Linked DNA regions of Mus musculus: region 1 is linked to region 2. The links are chromatin contacts, called in public HiChIP or PLAC-seq maps. All regions are on one chromosome and are shown on one strand. The core of a region is the stretch at or near the end of the contact, and the rest is flanking DNA. Distances in the headings are between cores, read along the strand shown. Region 1 holds the start of BC147527 (cDNA sequence BC147527). Region 2 holds the start of Zfp131 (zinc finger protein 131).

Evidence for each region. HiChIP or PLAC-seq counts read pairs in DNA pulled down with a chosen protein or histone mark.
Region 1: a contact with region 2 is called in an H3K4me3 HiChIP or PLAC-seq map of bone marrow-derived macrophages, with 4 times the contacts expected there. The contact joins the promoter of BC147527 here to the promoter of Zfp131 in region 2. A contact is called at or near these places in 2 of 115 datasets of contacts at active chromatin or transcription factors (bone marrow-derived macrophages and pro-B cells) and 1 of 9 other capture datasets (pancreatic islet).

Annotation. Positions count from the first base shown.
Region 1 is chr13:120,298,024-120,303,193 of GRCm38.p6, reverse strand. It overlaps BC147527 (cDNA sequence BC147527), which reads right to left and starts at 2,802. Exons shown (of 5, transcript NM_001037925.2): 1 at 2,573-2,802; 2 at 1,921-2,232.
Region 2 is chr13:119,788,837-119,793,726 of GRCm38.p6, reverse strand. Zfp131 (zinc finger protein 131) reads left to right here and starts at 2,995. Exons shown (of 8, transcript NM_001302548.1): 1 at 2,995-3,222; 2 at 3,440-3,578; 3 at 4,766-4,867. The coding sequence starts at 3,455. Gm46390 reads right to left here and starts at 3,456. Exons shown (of 2, transcript XM_017315657.1): 1 at 3,445-3,456; 2 at 2,038-3,354. The coding sequence starts at 3,456. The coding sequence ends at 2,185.

The DNA.
Region 1 (5,170 bases), core at 1,553-4,052, 510 kb before region 2:
TCTAAATTTGATGCTAATTTGTGGTTCTGCCTTTAAAAACTTTGTACCTCTGAGCTTGGTTTTCATCAACTTTTCAGAGTGACAAAACTGTTCTCTATTTTACCATCAATAAAAAGGACTTAAAACTTTTAGCTGGCTTCACTAACATGGTTGTCAATCACTAATTTCTGGAGTTATCTTTAAGTTCATTCTTAAATAAATGTTGAACTTGTACAAAAATATTCATCAATTGAATAAATGACTAATCTATCTAATGTAGAGTCAACCCTTCATGTAAAAAAAAAACCCGAAACTTTAAACAAAACCTGATTTGTTCAATAAAAAGTGAGTTTTTGAATGAAGAGTCAATCATTTATGAAACAAAAGAACAAAAAAATTCCACCACTTTATTAAAGTAGTTTTTTATAATATAAATTCACTTTTTTCTATACCACTGAAGTCTCAGCGATGTGACTGCCAACATGGAGACTGGAGAGGAGAACACCAATAGACACAAAGACTGGAAGTGAGGGAGCCAATGAGGCCTGAGCCTTAGACAAAACAAAACAAAACAAAAAACCCCAATCAACCAACCAACAACAACAACAACAACAAAATAGGCAAGACTGGAAGTCTGAGGGTAACTGTGCTGTGGTGGTACATAACTTCAATCCCAGCACTAGGGAGGCAGAGGTATACTTTCTCTTTTCCTCTCTCCCCCTCTTCCCCTGTCTTACCCCTTCTGTCTCTGTCTCCCAGACTTCCACACAGGATTTCTCTATGTATCCCTGACTATCCTAGAACTCACTTGGTAGAGCAGGGTAGCCTACTACTCAAAACTCAGCTGCCTCTGCCTCCTGAGTGCTGGGACCAAAGACTTGCACCACATTCCCAGGTGCAGGGTGATCTCTTGAGTTTGAGGTCAGCTTGGTTTACACAGTGAGTTCAGAACATGGAGGACTACACACAGAAACTGTGTCTTGAATGACATAAGCAACACCAACCACAAACACACAAACAAACCTATCAGATAATCAACTAACCAACAAACAAAAAAAGCACAAGTAATCTGAGAGCAAGAGAAACCCTCTTTCCCAGGGAAGAGCTCCCAAATTGGTTACCCAATAAGAAGTACTTAGCCTTGAAATCATGTACACACTAGGGACATTGTGCAGACTAATCAGATTGTATTTGTATGTGTGTAGGAATACACACATAAACACACATATACACACACATACACAGAAAATAACACATACATGCTGCAAATACAGAAAGAGAGGCTGTGACCACAGGGACACATAGAAGGGGATGCAGGAAGGGGGAAGTAAGACAGGATAATAGCTATTTAAATTTTAATTTCAAAAGTTCCAAACTTTTAAGGAAATCAAACTTTTGAGGCAGGCTTGGTGGTACACACTTTTAATTCAAGGGCCCCACAGGCAGCAGACGAAACTCATTGAGTGGAAGGCCAGCCTGGATACATAGCTGCTACCAGCACAGCCAGGGCTATGGAGAGAGAGCATATCTCAAATAAAAATAAAAACACATTCTTTTTAATTCAGACTCAGTCTTCTAACTAAAGCCAGTTTCATAAATCAATTCTTGGTTGTCTTCAAAGGCAGCGTTGTTTGTGGAGAGTCAATGCTTTGAATGAATGTTCATCCTCTGCATTAAACACTGTCCTCTTCCTAGTGAGTGTGTCTGCCTCTTAAGACAGACTCACTAGCCATGATCACAAAGCATATGTATTTTCTTTTATAAGGGAGCTTCAAAATCATGTTTAGATGAAAACTGACACTTTTTGTTGAAATTTGTACTAAGGTATGGTACTGTCACAAAGAAGAACAAACTTAAGGATTCAATTGAAAGTTTAACTATAGGACAAGGAAGTTCTTAAAGTTTAAAATTTAAACATGGGGTGAGTCTTCCAACACTTACCCAGGACCAGTGTTCAATGTCTACACCAAGAGAATTACTTAGTTCCTTCTGAGGTTCAGGATCCTGAATCAGAAGCTGGGTCTTGGCAGAGATGAGATTGATTCTGCGGCTGCACACACCCAGTCACTTTGCAGCTCCTGTTGGGAAATTCAGTCCCATTTTCTTGACTAGTTCAAGAGCCCTGCTGGGTGTTCAGTTGCCATACTTCGTGAACAAGGATTGTCCTTCATAACCTGGCCCTCGCCAGAGGGGTACCACATGCTTCTAGGTCCGGATACTTCCTGGAGTGTGATTACCCAGTCAGGAGAAATCCTGAGTAAAGCAAACAAATACAAGGTATTTACTGTGTGGATTGCTGTTGATCTTACTGACATCCCTTTCTGTATCCCCCATCCACCCATCCACCCATCCACCCATCCACCCATCCACCCATCCACCCATCCACCCATCCACCCATCCACCCACCACATATCCTCCCCGCCCCCAAGGATCTGGAATTAACATTCATCCAGGATGGAGATCAAATTCTCCCAGCTCCCAGGGTCTCAGATGGAAGCCAGTGGGTACTAGGTGGGGTAGATTTCGGTCAGTAAATGGCCACCAATTCCTCTTGGGCTGGGCCTCCAAGTTTCTGCAAGTTTTCTGAGCCTACCGAGTGCACTTCCACTTTGCTGGATGCAAGAGGTTTTCAGGAGCCAGGGTGACTCAGGTGAGCACAGCTAGAAAGGAGGCAGCTCAGTGGTGTCAAGACTTGGCTGTGTGTTTTCAGTCAATCCCTGACAGTGGTGGGCAGGCTGCAGAGGAACCCAGTCCCCCTAAATCCAGGTCAAACAGGGACCAGTCCAAAGTCGTCCTCAGGGAGCTGTGTCCCAGGTGCTCTGCATCCAGACCAGTACCTTCCTCAGTAATCCACCACAGCTCACTATGCTGTCCCTGCATTTTCTGGGTTCTTCTACATCTGCTCAGCCATGGTCTGCATTAGTTTCTTTTTCTTGGCTGCTGACAGGATCTCCATTTCCTCTTCTGCACCCAGGTTTGCTTTCAGTTTTTAGCAATGATACAACTTAAACTGTTCCCCACCCCACCCCCAGCATGCCTGCGGTTTTTTGTGTTGGGTGGAGGGTTGGCCACCAAGAATTGGCTGTGTTTAGCTAGCTGGTAGACTTTTAAAATGCAGAGCCAGCTGGCTGCAGGAGGCCTTGCCCTTGCACACCAAGCTGCTAAGCAAGCACAGCTGTCCTGAACTTTGTAATACAGAAAAACTTAACAGAAACTGCAGAAGATGGAGATACAGGAGATCTTAGCAATTTACCTCCTCCTGCTGAATATTGTGTCTGTGCTGTGGACCCCAGTTACCTGTCTGTGAGGTTGATAGAGCAGGGAGAGCCACAGAGGCTCAGCCTGTTTGTGTCCCACCTGGGAAAACCTTCAGCCATGGCCTGTGCCTTGCTACCCAGGTGTTAGGAGATTTATAATTGGATGACAGCTGCATTGTGGGCAACTGATTCTTGCACAGTCCACAGCAATCCTGGCAGCTTGGCTCCTCCTTTTTGTCCTGGAAGCAGGCAGTGGAGTTTTCTGTGATAGAGATACTGTCATATTCAAGTAATGACTTTAAAATGTTGTTACTGTAATGAACGAGGTCACAACACATGTGGAGATAAGCCACACAGAAGGGCATGGCAGAACCTCTTTACACAAGATACATTGAGCAGAAAAACCCCAGCTCTTTCTGTTACAAGAGTCAGTGTGTGTGAACAGAAACAGGATATGAGAGCTGCAGTGAGAAAAGTGGAAGCAGGACTAAAATAGACATAAGGACCTTAGGGCTGGAGGCATAGACTCAGGACCACCATTGCAGGGTTGGCTGTAGCCTGAGAGCTGAGTCAGGGAAGGGAGGAGAGGAGTTTATACTCTGCACAAAGGCCATGGCTGGAGAGACAGTGGGAGAGACCACAGCAACTCACACCAGCTACACACACACACACACACACACACACACACACACACACACACACACTTCGGTGGACCTTTGGATGATAAGTCACTTCCTATATCATTGGGAAAATGCTCTATTCTTTCAGAAACGCTGCATTCTATTACCATGCCAGGCATTAGTCAGGAGGCTGGCAGTGGTCCTTCTGCCCTGCACTCCACATTCTGGTCATGGAAGGAGATGTTGGCAAACTGCATCAGAAATGGAATGGGAGGTCTTCAGTGTCTCCACCTTGGGACAGAAACAAATACAGTCATCTCAAATACATTCTTCTCTCTTCAGCCTTCATAGTAATTCTCTTAAGTTGGCAGTTAATTGGAGGGGACGGGCATAGGTTAAAACTATCCTGGATATATATTTAAGTTTCACATATATAAGGCATTTTATATCAATATGCAAAAGAATACTACATTGGGGTTTCATTGCTGTGAAGGAAGAGACACCATGACCATGGCAACTCAGAATTTAAATTTGATTTTATTATTATTCTGTTTTATTTATACACTTTACATCCCACTCACTGATTCCCCCACCATGGTCACACCATCCCACAATTCTTCTCCCCTCCCCTTCTCCTCAGGCAGATGAGGGACCCTAGTTATTCCAACCCCCACCCCTACCCCCCGGCACTTCAAGTCTCTGAGAGGCTAGGTGCTCCCTCTCCCTCTCAGACCAGACAAGGCAGCCAAGCTAGTAGAACATATCCTAATTATAAGCAAAAATTTTTGGTTAAGCCCCCACTACTCAGATGTCCAGGACCAACACACATCTGCTGCACATCTGCTACCTATGAGCAGGGAGGCCTAGCTCCAACCAGTATATGTTCTTTGGTTGGTGGTTCAGACTCTGAAAGCCCTAAGGGTCCAGGTTAGGTGACTCTGTTGGTCTTCCTGTGGAGTTCCTATCTCCTTCAGGACCTACAATTCTTTCTATTCTTCCATAAAAATCCCCAAGCTCCATTCACTATTTCGCTCTGGCTGTCTGAGTCAGCTGCTGGGTGGAACCTCTCAGAGGACAACATGCTCCTGTCTGCAAGCATAACAGAGGATCAATAGTAGTGCTAAGGATTGGTGCTTGCCCCTAGGATGGGTCTCTAGTTGGGTTGGTTATTGGTTGGCCATTCCCTCAGTCCATGCCTGCATTACTTATAGACAAGATAAATTTTGGTTTGAAAGTTTGGTGTCTCTATTGCTCCCTTAGGTTTCTTGTCTGCATACAGGAAGTGTGCCAATGCATTCAAGGATATTTCCCACT
Region 2 (4,890 bases), core at 1,746-4,245:
GAAGGAAAAAGAAAAAAGAAAAGAAAGAAACATCTCTACCTCGAGCAGGAAGGTAAACAGCTCAAGAGAGCATCTCTGAAAAAGATCACTTTCCTCACTAGGCCCCTTCCTGACAGCGTAAATAATAAAAGCTGAGAGGCCCTCTCGGAGGAAGCAAGCAAAGATGCCGGAGAGAAGCAGAATCTAGCTGAGCTGCCTGAAAAGGGCGTCAATTAACTGAGACACCTGAGAGTGCATGTGTTGAGTTGGACTTTGCTGGTATCTGTACTTTTGGCACAGATGAACAGCTCTTGTGTGCCCTGGCCCCACTGTATTGTTCTTTGCACATGTGTGGGCACCCCTGCTCATGTGAGGAATCACATTCCGTCCCTCTTCCACCTTATTCATCTCTTAATCAAGCCCAAAACTTGCTGATAAGGTTAGTCTTGCTAAACAGCCCACTGTGGGAATCCCATTTTTGCTTTGCAAGTCTGGAATTACAGGAGGGACGCCACATCCTCTTGGCATTTATGTGGGTTTCTGGCGATTGAGACATCCCCAGTAGCCAGCCTTCCGCTTTAGAAACACCCTTCTCTCATGTCCTTCTTATCTGTTTTCCCACCTTCCTCTTGCTGCACTTTCTTGGCCCTTTCAACATTTTTTTTCAAGTATATAAACAGATACTTTCCAAGGGATAAACATTGTTGCTTCCACTTGGATGCTTTATGCACAGAAGCTTCAAACTTCCGACTAGGCAAATATCCAAAAATGAATGTTATGGCCAGACACAAAGGAGCAGGCCTTTGATGCCAGTGCTAGGGAGGCTGAGGAAGGTAGATTTGTGAGTTTGAGGTCATCCTAGTCTACATATCAAATCCCAGGCCAGTCAGGGCTACATAGTGAGACCCTTTAAATACATGAATGAATGAATAAATAAATAAATAAATAAATAAATAAATGTTAGGAGCAGGGTCATGGAAAGTGTTGTGTTGGGAAGCTCAAATTCTAAAACAGAAATGTCTTCCACTTAACCAACTCAAACATACAGGGAAGCAGCCCTCCATCCTGGAGTTTCCCCCAAAGCTTATTTTTATATGTAATTTCTTGTCCTAAGAAATAGTGTGAATAGGGGCTGGAGCGATGGGCTGGCGATTAAAGAGAAACTTGCTGCTCTTCCATTTCCATAATCCATGTGGTAATTCATAAGCATCTGTATCTCCAGTTCTGGCAAGAGGCACACGCATGGTGCACATATGTACATGCAGACAAAACAATTATATACATTAATCTAGAATTTTTTTTTTTTTTTTTTTTTTGTTTTTCCGAGACAGGGTTTCTCTGTATAGCCCTGGCTGTCCTGGAACTCACTTGGTAGACCAGGCTGGCCTCGAACTCAAAATCTGCCTGTCTCTGCCTCCCAAATGCTGGGATTAAAGGCGTGTGCCACCACTGCCCAGTTTAGAAAAAAAATTTAATGGGTGTAATAACAACAATCCTAATACTAAAAACATACAGCAGACCAGTTCAATCTACAAGGCGCTAATCCGTCACTCTCGAAGATTCTTCATAAATTATCCACACACTTTAATGCTTTAGCGCTTTCCCCTAAAGAGGTTCATATAGCTAAATACTTCGTTGACATCATCGTGTCTACTTAGTTGCCCCCTCATAATGATTATCTCCATTCTCTTCCTGCTGGACTTTAAGGATTCCACTCCTAAAATGTTAAAAAGATCGGATATCTTGGACCCTTAAGGCTGTCGCGTGCCTGTCCCAGCAAAAGGAACACTGTGACCTTCAAGGCTGCATGTGCTGTGTTATGTCTGGCTCCAACTCACACCGCTTTGTTGGACTCTCCAGATTACCTTGTTCGTAATACCGACCTGCTGTTCAGACCTGAACCTCCGCTCAGACTAAAGTCTGAATGTAGAAAGCGCGTGTTCTCGCCCAATTCCGCGCCCCCCCCCCCCCGTTTCTTAAAACAATTACAATTAAAACAATTACAATGGCATTGCCTCAAAAACTTTTGAAGTGAATACATCCACTCTCGCACAGGACTGGACTTTCCATTAGTCTTTATTGTCCAACTCATTGAGATTACCGATCAGTACCCATTAACTATCAGAGCATTGCCCTCAGACGAGCCTTTCTTGGGATGAATGAGTGAGCCGGCCACGTGCAACTGAGTGGCAGTCCCCAGCCACTTTAGGGGCGGGTGCGGAGAGCTGGGATGAAGGAATCACAACTGGATCTCTGCAGGCTGACCGGGTTGGTGAGTCTGCAGGCACGTGCTGCCACCGCCGGGCAGACATCGGGGACAGAGAGAGAAATAGAGATCCCCGGCGCCGGAGCCTGCTCGTCCCCGCGGCCGCCGAGCCCAGGGCGCAAGTGCGTCGGCGGGACCCCTAGCTGATCGTCCGAGCGTCCCTGCCGCGGAGGTGAAGATGGAGAGCGAGGAGCTGCCTGGGTACCCGAGCAGCTGCGCCACGGGACTAGAGAGCGTGGAAAGAAAGGCACGAGGCCCCGGCGCCAGCTAGGTAAGGGTAAGGGCCCACCTCCGCTCCGGAAAGGGGGCGGGGCGGGGCGGGGCCGCGGGATATAAGCGTCCCGGGCCGCCGAGCCGGTATTCCACCGGGAGTTCGCGATCGGAAGTGCAGCTACGGGCCCGGTGGGGGCGGGCTGGCTGCCGGAGCGCAGCGTCGCCAGGGCCTCAGCCTTCCCGGTGCTCAGACTGCCTTGCTCTACTGGGAGAAGCCGCAGCAGAGCCCACGGAAGCCTTCGAAGCGCCGCGCGGGGAGCCCCGAATCCCCCCCGGGGGGGCTCCCTCCCCCCTCCCCTCCTTACTGGGCCCCAGGGGCGTGGCCAGGCTTCGCAGGGATTGGCGCTCCGGGTGCGTCCGCGTCCGGCGTGGTGACGCAGCACGTCGACGTAAGTGACGCGCAGGCCCCGGGCCGCTCCTCCTTCCCTGAGTGAGTGCCGGCCGGGTCGGGGCGGGGGGGGGGGGGGGGTAGAGGAGGGAGAGGCGCCGGAGGGAGAGGCGACCCGGGGAGTCGTTGTGGGCCGCGGGCCGGACCGGGGCCGGGGCCGCCGCAGCCTGGGCCGGGCGGAAGGCTCGGCGGGCCGTTGGGAGGCCGCCGAGGCTGTTCGGGGTCCTCCCCGGCCGGACTTGCGCTCCCGGGCGTCCCTGAGCCTCCCGGCACTGTGCCCACCCCGCTCCAGCTCGCGTCTCCAGGCTCCGATTAGGTCAGGCTCGGAGTTCCGCGGCCGCGGCTCCGGCCCGCGACGCGCGGCGGCCGCTCGGCTGGCTCGCCTTTCTTCTTCCCCAGCCTTGCTCTCGGCCTCCCCCTCCCCCTTCTCTCCCCCTCCACCCGGCACCTGGGTTTTGGTTTGGTTTCTTGTTGTAGGGGTTTTGTGTCAGCCCGAGCTCATGGGTGTACATTATCATGCTCCTCTTTTGTAGAGCACCCCGACGGCCATGGAGGCTGAAGAGACGATGGAATGCCTTCAGGAGTTTCCTGAACATCATAAAATGATCTTGGACCGATTGAATGAACAACGGGAGCAGGACCGGTTTACGGACATCACCCTGATTGTCGACGGTGGGTCGGGGTAGTGGGCAGAGGAGGAAAAATGGGGAGCTTCAGTTCTCTCTCGCTGCCCGCCTTTTTGTACCCACCCTCTCCGGGCTCTCTTCCAAAGTCGGTGGAGGGTTTGCATCAGACCCGGGAGGGCGCCTGTCAGTGCTGCTCACGTAGACCATGCCGCAGAAAGCTGGTTGGCTAGTCTGGATTTTAATCTCCTAGTCTGATATGCATCATCACATTTTAACTTCTTGCTGCATGCTCAAGTTTTATAATTGCACACTCGTTAGATAGGTGCCCGGAGGAGAGAGAGAAGATACCTCAAAACGTTTGGTCAGACAAGGAGGCAACAAGGAGGCGGTCTCAGTGTTTTTTGTTAATAAGCCCGTTCTTAGCAAGCTGCTTTGAGGAGTCCAGCACAAGAATCATTTGGGAAGTTTTCATTCTAGTTTTCCAAAATGGTGTGGAAAGGAAAGTGGATGAGAAACCACCTACACTCATTGGGGCTACACTCATACCCACTGTGAGTGACTAAAAAATAAATTGGGAATCTGCTAGTCGTGCTTGTATAGGCAAATCCAGATTAGGGTTCCTTTTAGTGAACATTGGCTTTCTAGACAAGATGTTCCTTATAATGAAAGTTTGTAGGTGTGTTGTGCCTACAGCTATATTAGGCATATTGAAAAATTTCCTGTACCAAACACACTGGCTTTGTACTCCCCCACCCCTTTCTAAATGATACGTGAACTTTTGCACTGTCATATTTAGAACTTTTATTTCATTTTATTTTCTGTGTACGAGTGTTTTGCCTGCACACGTATATATGTGCACCACTTCCATGACAGGTGTTCGAGGAGGTCAGAAGAGTGTGTCAAGTCCCTTGGAACTGGAATTGCAGACAGTTGTGTGCTGCCTTGTGGGTGCTGGGAATTGAACCCGGCTTCCCTGGGAGAACAGCTGATGCTCTTAACCACCAAACCAGTTCTCCAGCCCATATTTAGCTGTTTCAGTGGGTTTAAATGTAGGTTGCTACTTAATTGAATGGAACAGAAACTGCTAGAAGAAATTTGTTGCTTAGTATAAACTAGCTTTTACTTTGAAGTAAAGATATGTATTTTGTGAAGAAAGGATTTTAACTTTGATTTTGATGCCAGTGTGTTTTTTTCCCTCTCCATCTCTTCACCCCACCCCACCCCCTTATTTAGGACACCATTTTAAGGCCCACAAGGCTGTTTTGGCTGCCTGCAGTAAGTTCTTCTACAAATTCTTCCAGGAGTTTACTCAAGAGCCTTTGGTTGAAATTGAAGGTGAGTAGTATTTTCCACAGTAC